Linked DNA regions of Mus musculus: region 2 is linked to region 1. Evidence: chromatin contacts called from public HiChIP or PLAC-seq data. All regions are on one chromosome and are shown on one strand. Each heading gives the region's core, a stretch centred on a gene start, on an enhancer-like site or on the middle of the called end of the contact. The rest is flanking DNA. Distances are from core to core; before and after follow the strand shown. Region 1 has its middle 19 kb from the start of Mrps11. Region 2 overlaps Acan (aggrecan).

Evidence for each region. HiChIP or PLAC-seq counts read pairs in DNA pulled down with a chosen protein or histone mark.
Region 2: a contact with region 1 is called in an H3K27ac HiChIP or PLAC-seq map of SST interneurons, with 6 times the contacts expected there. The contact joins two enhancer-like sites. A contact is called at or near these places in 1 of 39 promoter capture datasets (embryonic stem cells), 24 of 484 Hi-C or Micro-C datasets (the 63-12 cell line, the AML12 cell line, B cells and 15 more) and 2 of 115 datasets of contacts at active chromatin or transcription factors (SST interneurons and embryonic stem cells).

The regions. Positions count from the first base shown.
Region 1 is chr7:78,800,508-78,804,143 of GRCm38.p6, reverse strand. No RefSeq gene overlaps it. Among named protein-coding and RNA genes, the nearest start is that of Mrps11, 19 kb to the right of the region's middle. Within about 2 kb of position 2,208, at least 18 of the 459 cell types and tissues checked have an H3K27ac peak or open chromatin away from gene starts, as enhancers often do. A contact at or near this core is called in SST interneurons, where this site is marked.
Region 2 is chr7:79,058,329-79,062,086 of GRCm38.p6, reverse strand. The region is part of intron 1 of Acan (aggrecan); the gene reads right to left. Among named protein-coding and RNA genes, the nearest start is that of Gm26633, 6.9 kb to the right of the region's middle. Within about 2 kb of position 1,581, at least 2 of the 459 cell types and tissues checked have an H3K27ac peak or open chromatin away from gene starts, as enhancers often do. A contact at or near this core is called in SST interneurons, where this site is marked.

The DNA of each region.
Region 1 (3,636 bases), core at 959-3,458:
CTCTCCAGGTGGCAGGGAGCCAGTTCACAGGTCTGTAACTGGGGAGTCTTGCTTTCACTTTGGACTGTACTGTTTGCTGTGCCTCCCCTCCCCCACTCCAAGCCACACTTTCCACCACTTGGTGGCACAGTGGGGAGCAGCCAGGACTGTAGATGGATGATGTCAGCTGCATAAGAGTTGGGAGGAAGAAGGGAGTCAGAAACTATCTCACTATCTCCTTTGCTTCCCATGGTGGTTGGAGAAACAGTAGGGTTTTTTCCATGGTAGCTTTGCCAGTTATAAGAGACAGTCATGGCTGGGAGCTTTGGCAATCTCTTCTTCCCCTTGGGTCAAGGAGAAGCAATGGTCTGAAGGTCATCGTTCTCACAATGCCATCAGAATCCCTTCCTGATGAGGTCAAACTGGAGCACGTTGTATCTGTAGGGACAAAGCTAGACCACTCCCAGAGTTTGGAAATACAATTTTCTGTTAACAAACTCTTGGTTGCCTAAAATAGCCAGAGTAGTTTGGAAGCATGTGAACTGGGCAAAACAGCTGTCTGGGGTGGTCCCTGCAGCCAGCAGCACTCCTAGCAGATGAGTGTCAGGCCCTTCCCTGAGAAGGTCTGGGTGCACAGATCTCTGGGCAGCATAGAAAAGGTCTAGCGCAGAGAGTTCTGCGTGGGTGACGCTGGGGCAGGGTGGTGGGATGGTGCCCACAGAATGGAGTGTTGTAGGGGCCATCTACAACACTGTCAGTGAGGGAGGCGTGCTGACCAAGAATACTGCTTGAGGCTTTGCCTCACCTCTTGGCTCCATGTTCTGCTCAGGCTTGAAGTGGAGGAGAGGAGCCAGAGGAAGGTTAAAAGCTCTGAGTAGTCAGTGAGGCTCAAGTTTGGTTTAATATTTGGGCAGATTTTCAACTTTTGTCGCCGAAAGGACTATCAGATTGAACTTTTGAAAACAGGGTCTCACATATCCTGGGAGAATGGCCTTGAACTTCGGATCTTGCTTTTGCTCTCTGTGTGCTGGGGTTACAGCTGTCTGCTGCCATTACACCCAGTTTTATACAGTGCCAGAGGAAAGGGACATTCTTAAAGACCAGCCTTTTTCTCTTAACTCAAATGGTTGTGGGAAAGAAAAGAAGAGAGAGAGAGAGAGAGAGAGAGAGAGAGAAGAGAAGAGAAGAGAAGAGAAGAGAAGAGAAGAGAAGAGAAGAGAAGAGAAGAGAAGAGAAGAGAAGAGAAGAGAAGAGAAGAGAAGAGAAGAGAGCCGGGTGGTGGTGGCGCATGCCTTTAATCCCAGCACTTGGGAGGCAGAGGCAGGCGGATTTCTGAGTTCAAGGCCAGCCTGGCCTACAAAGTGAGTTCCAGGACAGCCAGGGCTACACAGAGAAACCCTGTCTCAAAAAAAAAAAAAAAAAAAAAGAAAGAAAAGAAAAGAAAAGAGATACTTCTAGGCCTCATGTGTGTATGTGTATGCCTTGTACATATGTGTATATGTGTTTGCGCATATATGTGTGTATGTATGTGTGTCTTATGTACATGTGTGTGAATGTGTTTGTGTGTATTTGTATGTATGAGTCTGTGTATGTATGTGTGTGTCTTATGTACATGTGTGAATGTGTTTGTGTGTATTTGTATGTGTGAGTCTGTGTATGTATGTGTGTGTCTTATGTACATGTGTGAATGTGTTTGTGTGTATTTGTATGTGTGAGTCTGTGTATGTATGTGTGTGTCTTTGTACCTATATGTGCATCTATGTATTTCTGTGTATGAGTCTGTGTATGTGTGTGTGTCTTTGTACATATATGTGCATCTATGTATTTCTGTGTATGAGTCTGTGTATGTGTGTGTATGAGTGTCTCTGTGTGTGTATGAGACTGAGGCTTGAACCTAGAACCTTGCACATGCTAGGCAAGCACCCTATCACTGAGCCACACTCCCTGTTTAAGCTCTTAGTCTTACAATCAAGAATAACCTCGGAGCCAGGGACCCTTCCTGAAATGGTGCCGTCAGGATCTAGAGAAGAAGACAAGACACAGAGTTGTCTTGAGGCAGTGATGGGAGGCAAGTGCAGTCCTCCTGGATCTCCACCTCACTTCTGAAGGGTGCAGCCAGGCAAGGGGCGTAGTCTGCCCAGACTGGCCATGTCTTCAGATGCTAGGGATATGGGTGAGGTTGTATCTTTTTTTGCTTGTCAAATCCTGGGAGCCTCAGGAGCCATGTGATGTCCCAGTTTTCTGCCTCCATCTGAGTGAGCTGAGCTCTGATTTGAGGAGGTGTGAGAGCTCTAAATGACTGCAAAGTACGTTTCAATCAGACAGAAAATAGGTGAGAAATGCATTTTCCTTAATGCCCCAATTATCCCAGTCCCAACAGGACAAAAAAAAAGTGCTTTTGCCTGCTCTCAGGGACGCTGGGCTCAGGATCCCTGCGTGTCCCCAGGATCTCTGCCTGTGCTTTGTGCTTTGTGCTTAGGGGCACGTGCCCCCTCCAAGGGTCCAGGATGCAGGTAAGGAAAAAGCAGCCCATCTCTCAGAGGAGGAGGCCCTGGGGAGGACTGGCAGGCTCCTTTGTGCTATTCCTTGCAGCAGCCTCAGAGCGTCTCCCCCATCTCTGCCCTCCCCAGCCTGTCTGGAAAAGCACTGCATCATGTTCCTGCTCCTCTGTTACTCAGCTTTTCCTTCACTTTCCACCTGGGTTAAATAAAGCAGGGCTCCTAGATCTCCCTGCCTCCACCAGGCTCCAGAAAGATCTTTCTCAAATACCTTCCTCCCATGCTGTGACCCTGGCAACTCCCGGCCAGAGCTGCCCTCTATTCCTTTCCCCACACACAGTCCACCCAAGCCTGGTCCGGTTGTCCTCTACACACCTCTCCATCCTCACCGACATCCCCACCTCTCTCTCCTGCCCCTCTGTATGCACCCCTAAGGCTTCTGGAACAAATGAGTGCTGCCAGAGGCCTCAAAACAACGGAGCTAGCAAGAGCTTGTAGCACAGGTCTGTAATCCCAGCTACACTGGAGGCTGAAGCAGGAGGCTCTGGAGTTCAAGGCCTGTCTAGGCTATAGAATAAGTTCAAGGCTAGCTGTTATTGAGATCTGTATTAGATTAAAAAGTGGGGAAAGCAAGGGCATGCTGGGACTGGGGCTGGGACCCAGAGGTAGGGTACATAGGGGTTTGGGGCCCCTAAGTTTGATTTCCAGGACAGTGAAAGGAAGGAAAGCAAGCAAACAAACAAACAAACAGGCAAATAGCTTTGTTGTTTGCAGCTCTGGAGATCAGGAGCCTGAGGTCAGGCAGCAGTGGACAAAAACTGATTTGTTCCTGGGTCTGTTCATCCTTAGAGGCTCTGAGAAAGACTCTTGATTCTCTGGCTTCCTGTGACATATCTCTCTAGTCTTCTTCTGAGTCACATGACTCTCATTCTTACCTATGGTCAAAGCTTCCTACATTTTTATAAGGAATGGGGGTGGCGGGGCACTTCTGCCCCCAGCCTCAGAATCCTTAATTAAAATGCATCTGCAAAGACTATGAAGTTCTCTGTTCTATGAGGCAGCATCTAAAGGGTCCTGCCTGGGATCTGGTGCCCGACTCGACCTCACATTGTGCTGTTTGCCACACTGTGATGGTTAACCATAATTACTGACAAAATTG
Region 2 (3,758 bases), core at 332-2,831, 260 kb before region 1:
GCTTGGCCCATAGCATGTGGCACTCTTAGGAGGTGTGGCCTTGTTGGAGGAAGTGTATCACTGTGTGGGCTGGCTTTGAGGTCTCCTAGTGCTCAAGCTCCACCCAGTGAGGAAGAGAGCCTCCTCCTGGCTACCTTTGGATCAAGATGTAGAACTCTCAGCTCCTCCAGCGCCATGTCTGCCTGTACACTGCCATGCTTCCTGCCATGATGATAATGGACTGAACCTCTGAAACTATAAGCCACCCTCAATTTAAATGTTTTCCTTCATAAGAGTTGCCTTGGCCATGGTGTCTCTTCACAGCAATAGAACTCTAAGACAGAATGCATGTCAGGGCCACTCTCGGGTCTTTTGGGAGCTTCTGCAATGCAGTGCTTTGAGAAGGGGCGGTATAGATGGCCGTGCCATTTGATTGCTGCATAATTCTAAAGGTAGACCATTCCACATAGGATTTTTAGTGAATCAGTTATCCTTTCTCAATCATTACACATTGCTAGATGTCAGAGGAATATCTTCCTAGTTTGGCTTCTGGTAGACCAGGAGCCCCTAAGAAACTGAGATAGTAGGTGGAACTCCCAAGAGGAGAACAGTGAGCTCAGGGAAGGTCCACCAATCTTAGGCCATAACCCAGTGCCAAGCTGTTCCTTGGTAATAGCCCTCCCCATCCTCATATTCCCACTTTGAGTCGACACCCTCATCCTCCAGGAATGGAGGTGAAACCCACAAAAAAAAGCAGCCAGGTCCTACAGGCATAGAGGACTCTCTCTGCTAAGATATCAAAACTCGATACAGAAGTCAATGTGGGTTGTTTTGGAGGAACCAAGTGAGCATCCCAGGGTGAGGCTACTGGGGAGGATACGAATGCCTTGAGAGATACCATGGCAGCTCCAGGCTGTGGGCCTGATGAGGGTGGTGTTATGCATGGGGTGATAGAGGCCAGTGCTGACAGGACAGCTCCTTACTGGACTCCAGAGACACTGCTCACCTCCCCGGGGTGCTATTCACAGACACATGGCCTCTGGTAACACCTAAGAGGGAGATGGAGCACACAGGGTTCTGCCTCAGTTAGGAGGCTTGGAGGGAGTTCAATCCCATAGCAGGACTGGCCTGAGGCTCCCACAGGAACGACAAACAATCTCCCTTGGGTCCAGTGAGCAACGGCAGCAGCAAAAGAGCCAAAGTTCTGTATAGTTACGAAGACCTTTAAACAGAAGGTGGCTGATGTGAAAATGAGGCGGGACCCAGCCCACGGGAGGGAGTAAAGGGCTTCTAGCCAGTGATGGGAGAAGGCTGAGAATTTTTATTTGTTTCCATTTTTGAGAAAGGGTCTTACATAGCCCTGACTGACCTCATTACGTGATCAAGGGCAACCTTGAAGTTCTGGTCTCCTGCCTCTGATTGGCTGGGATTCTAAGCACGCACTATCAAATCCAGGGCTTCGTGCACGTTAGACAAGCACTCTGCCTACTGAGCTATACTCTTAGCTGCAGGAGACAGGATTTTTAGGCATCCTGCTGGGCCAGCCTCTTCCTTGGTCTGCCCCTGGGCTCCAGTGCAGCAGCCTTTCCTTCCACAGATCTGCTGGATCAGCAGCTCTTTAGACTGAGTCTCTCAGCCTGCTGTAGGCAGAAAGAGCTTCTAGCCTGCTGCTACATTCGGCTTGAGAGACTTGAAGGAGATTCCAGTCCCCTGAAAAGGAACTTGCTTAACTCCTCAGTCTCCCTAAGAGATGACACCCTTTTAAACACTCTGTCTATTGTCCTTGAAGGTATGTTTTTTAGAAGCTGGGTTTTTTTTTTTAAATTTGGTGTGTGTGTGTGTGTGTGTGTGTGTGAATCTTTGTCTTGCACCTAGGGACAAAAGTACTCATTTAATCCAAGGTCAAGATCAGCTGTGTTCTGGAAGCAAGGCCCTGTCTCAGGCATAAGGGTGGGGGGCAGGTGGAACAGTTCTCGACTCCCCCTGCCCTTGCAGAGCACAGCTACAGCATCAGCCACTAACCTCTCAAGGAGAGACTCAGGCTAGGAGAATCACTAGAAAAATCAGATTCCTGTCCCCATCGCTCATCCCACAGAGGAGGCTGGCTTGCCATATACAGTGTTCACCAGCTCCTTAGATGGCTCTAATTTCCAACCTGAAGATTACCCTCCTCTCTATAACAGTTCTCTTTCAGTGTCTGGTCAAGTTGGACAACATCCTGCAAGTTTTACAGTCATTCCAAAGTCTAGCTGTTCCCCTCAGCCATCGACATATAGAGGTAGAGGCAGGGAGGCTGGGAAGTAAGACAGCCCTGGCTTGGGAGATCAAGAAGGAGGTGGGGGTGACGGGATGAAGAATGTGAGGCCAAGAGTTCAGGCTCTAGGAAAACCATCTTCCTCAGGGCTGGGGTGGTGGCTGGGACCAGGAAGACATGCTCTTTAGAGCCTGGGATGCTCTGCTTGGATATTTCTCTCCTAAAAGAAGAGAGAAGTATTCCTAAGTGTGGCCCTGGAGATGAGTAGGATATGGAGGACAGAGCCAGACGGTGACCCAAGGGTGGATGATGGATGATGGGGGACCTGGGACTGTCTGTTAGGTTCTTTTCCCTACACCTTGATTATCTGAGACAGGGACTCATGTCGCCCAAGATGTTCTCAGATTTGCTATGTAGCTGAGCAAGACCTTTAGCTCCTGCTTCTCCTGCTCTTACCTTCGGAGTGTTTAGATTGCAGGTGTGCACTGCACACTCAGTGGAACCCAGGATGTCAATGCCAGGCAAATATTCTATATCAATTTTTTAAAAAGGTAAGATCTTGCTATCTAGTCTAGGGTGACTTCAAACTCAAGATCCTCTTGGGATTAGAGCTGGGACTATAGACCTGTGACACCACACCCAGCTATGGCTGAGTTCTGATTGGATGACACAGTGCTTCTATGATGCCCCCCACCCCTACGCCACACTGCCTTTCAGGTGGCTTGGGGAACGGCCCTAGAGGACCCAGAAGACTGTTTAAGCTGAGGCGGGGCTGAGAGAAGCTCCCCTTCCTTCAAGTGCCCCCTCCTACCCTTCTGACAGCTTACTTAAGGAGAGAAGGTCAATACTAAAAGCTGTCTGCTTTAATGTCTTATGATCCTATAAAATGCAGGTTCAGGTGAGCTATGAAAATCCATCCCTTTGGCTAGTAGCTTTCAGTTAGGCTTTAATTTAGTGTAACTTTATTCCTCAAAGTAGGGGCTTGGATAGGAGTTCCTGGTTCCTGTTCAGTTTTCTTTTCTGGAGCTGGGCTGGCCTCAGCTCTGGTGCCCCACTCTCTGACCAGCTCACTTCCCACAGGGATCCAACTTCTGTTTCTTCGCTGAGCTCTAGAGGGCGCTGTCTCCCAGAGAAGTAGAGAGAATTTATGGGCTAACAGTAGCTGCCATTTTGTGGGGGTAGAGGTAGGGGTGGGGTTGGGGGTGGGGTAGGGGGAGTCTTCTCTTAAGAAAGAATTTTAAAGTGTAGTAGTCTGTTTGCTCATCTACTCATTCATTCATTCATTCACCCTCTCAATTCATTCAGTCAACTAGCCTATCTTATGTGCCTCGAACGGAATTAGACACAGACATAAAATCCCTGCCTTGGCTCCCAGGTAACTCCATAAGGGATTTCATAGACAGTGGCTTCTTTCGGGGTCTCCATTTCACAGATAGGTAAGACAAAGCCCAGAGAGGTGAAGCTACTTCTGTCACACAGAGCTTGTCTCTGGTGACTCCAAGTCTGGGAATGCTTCTACTGCCAA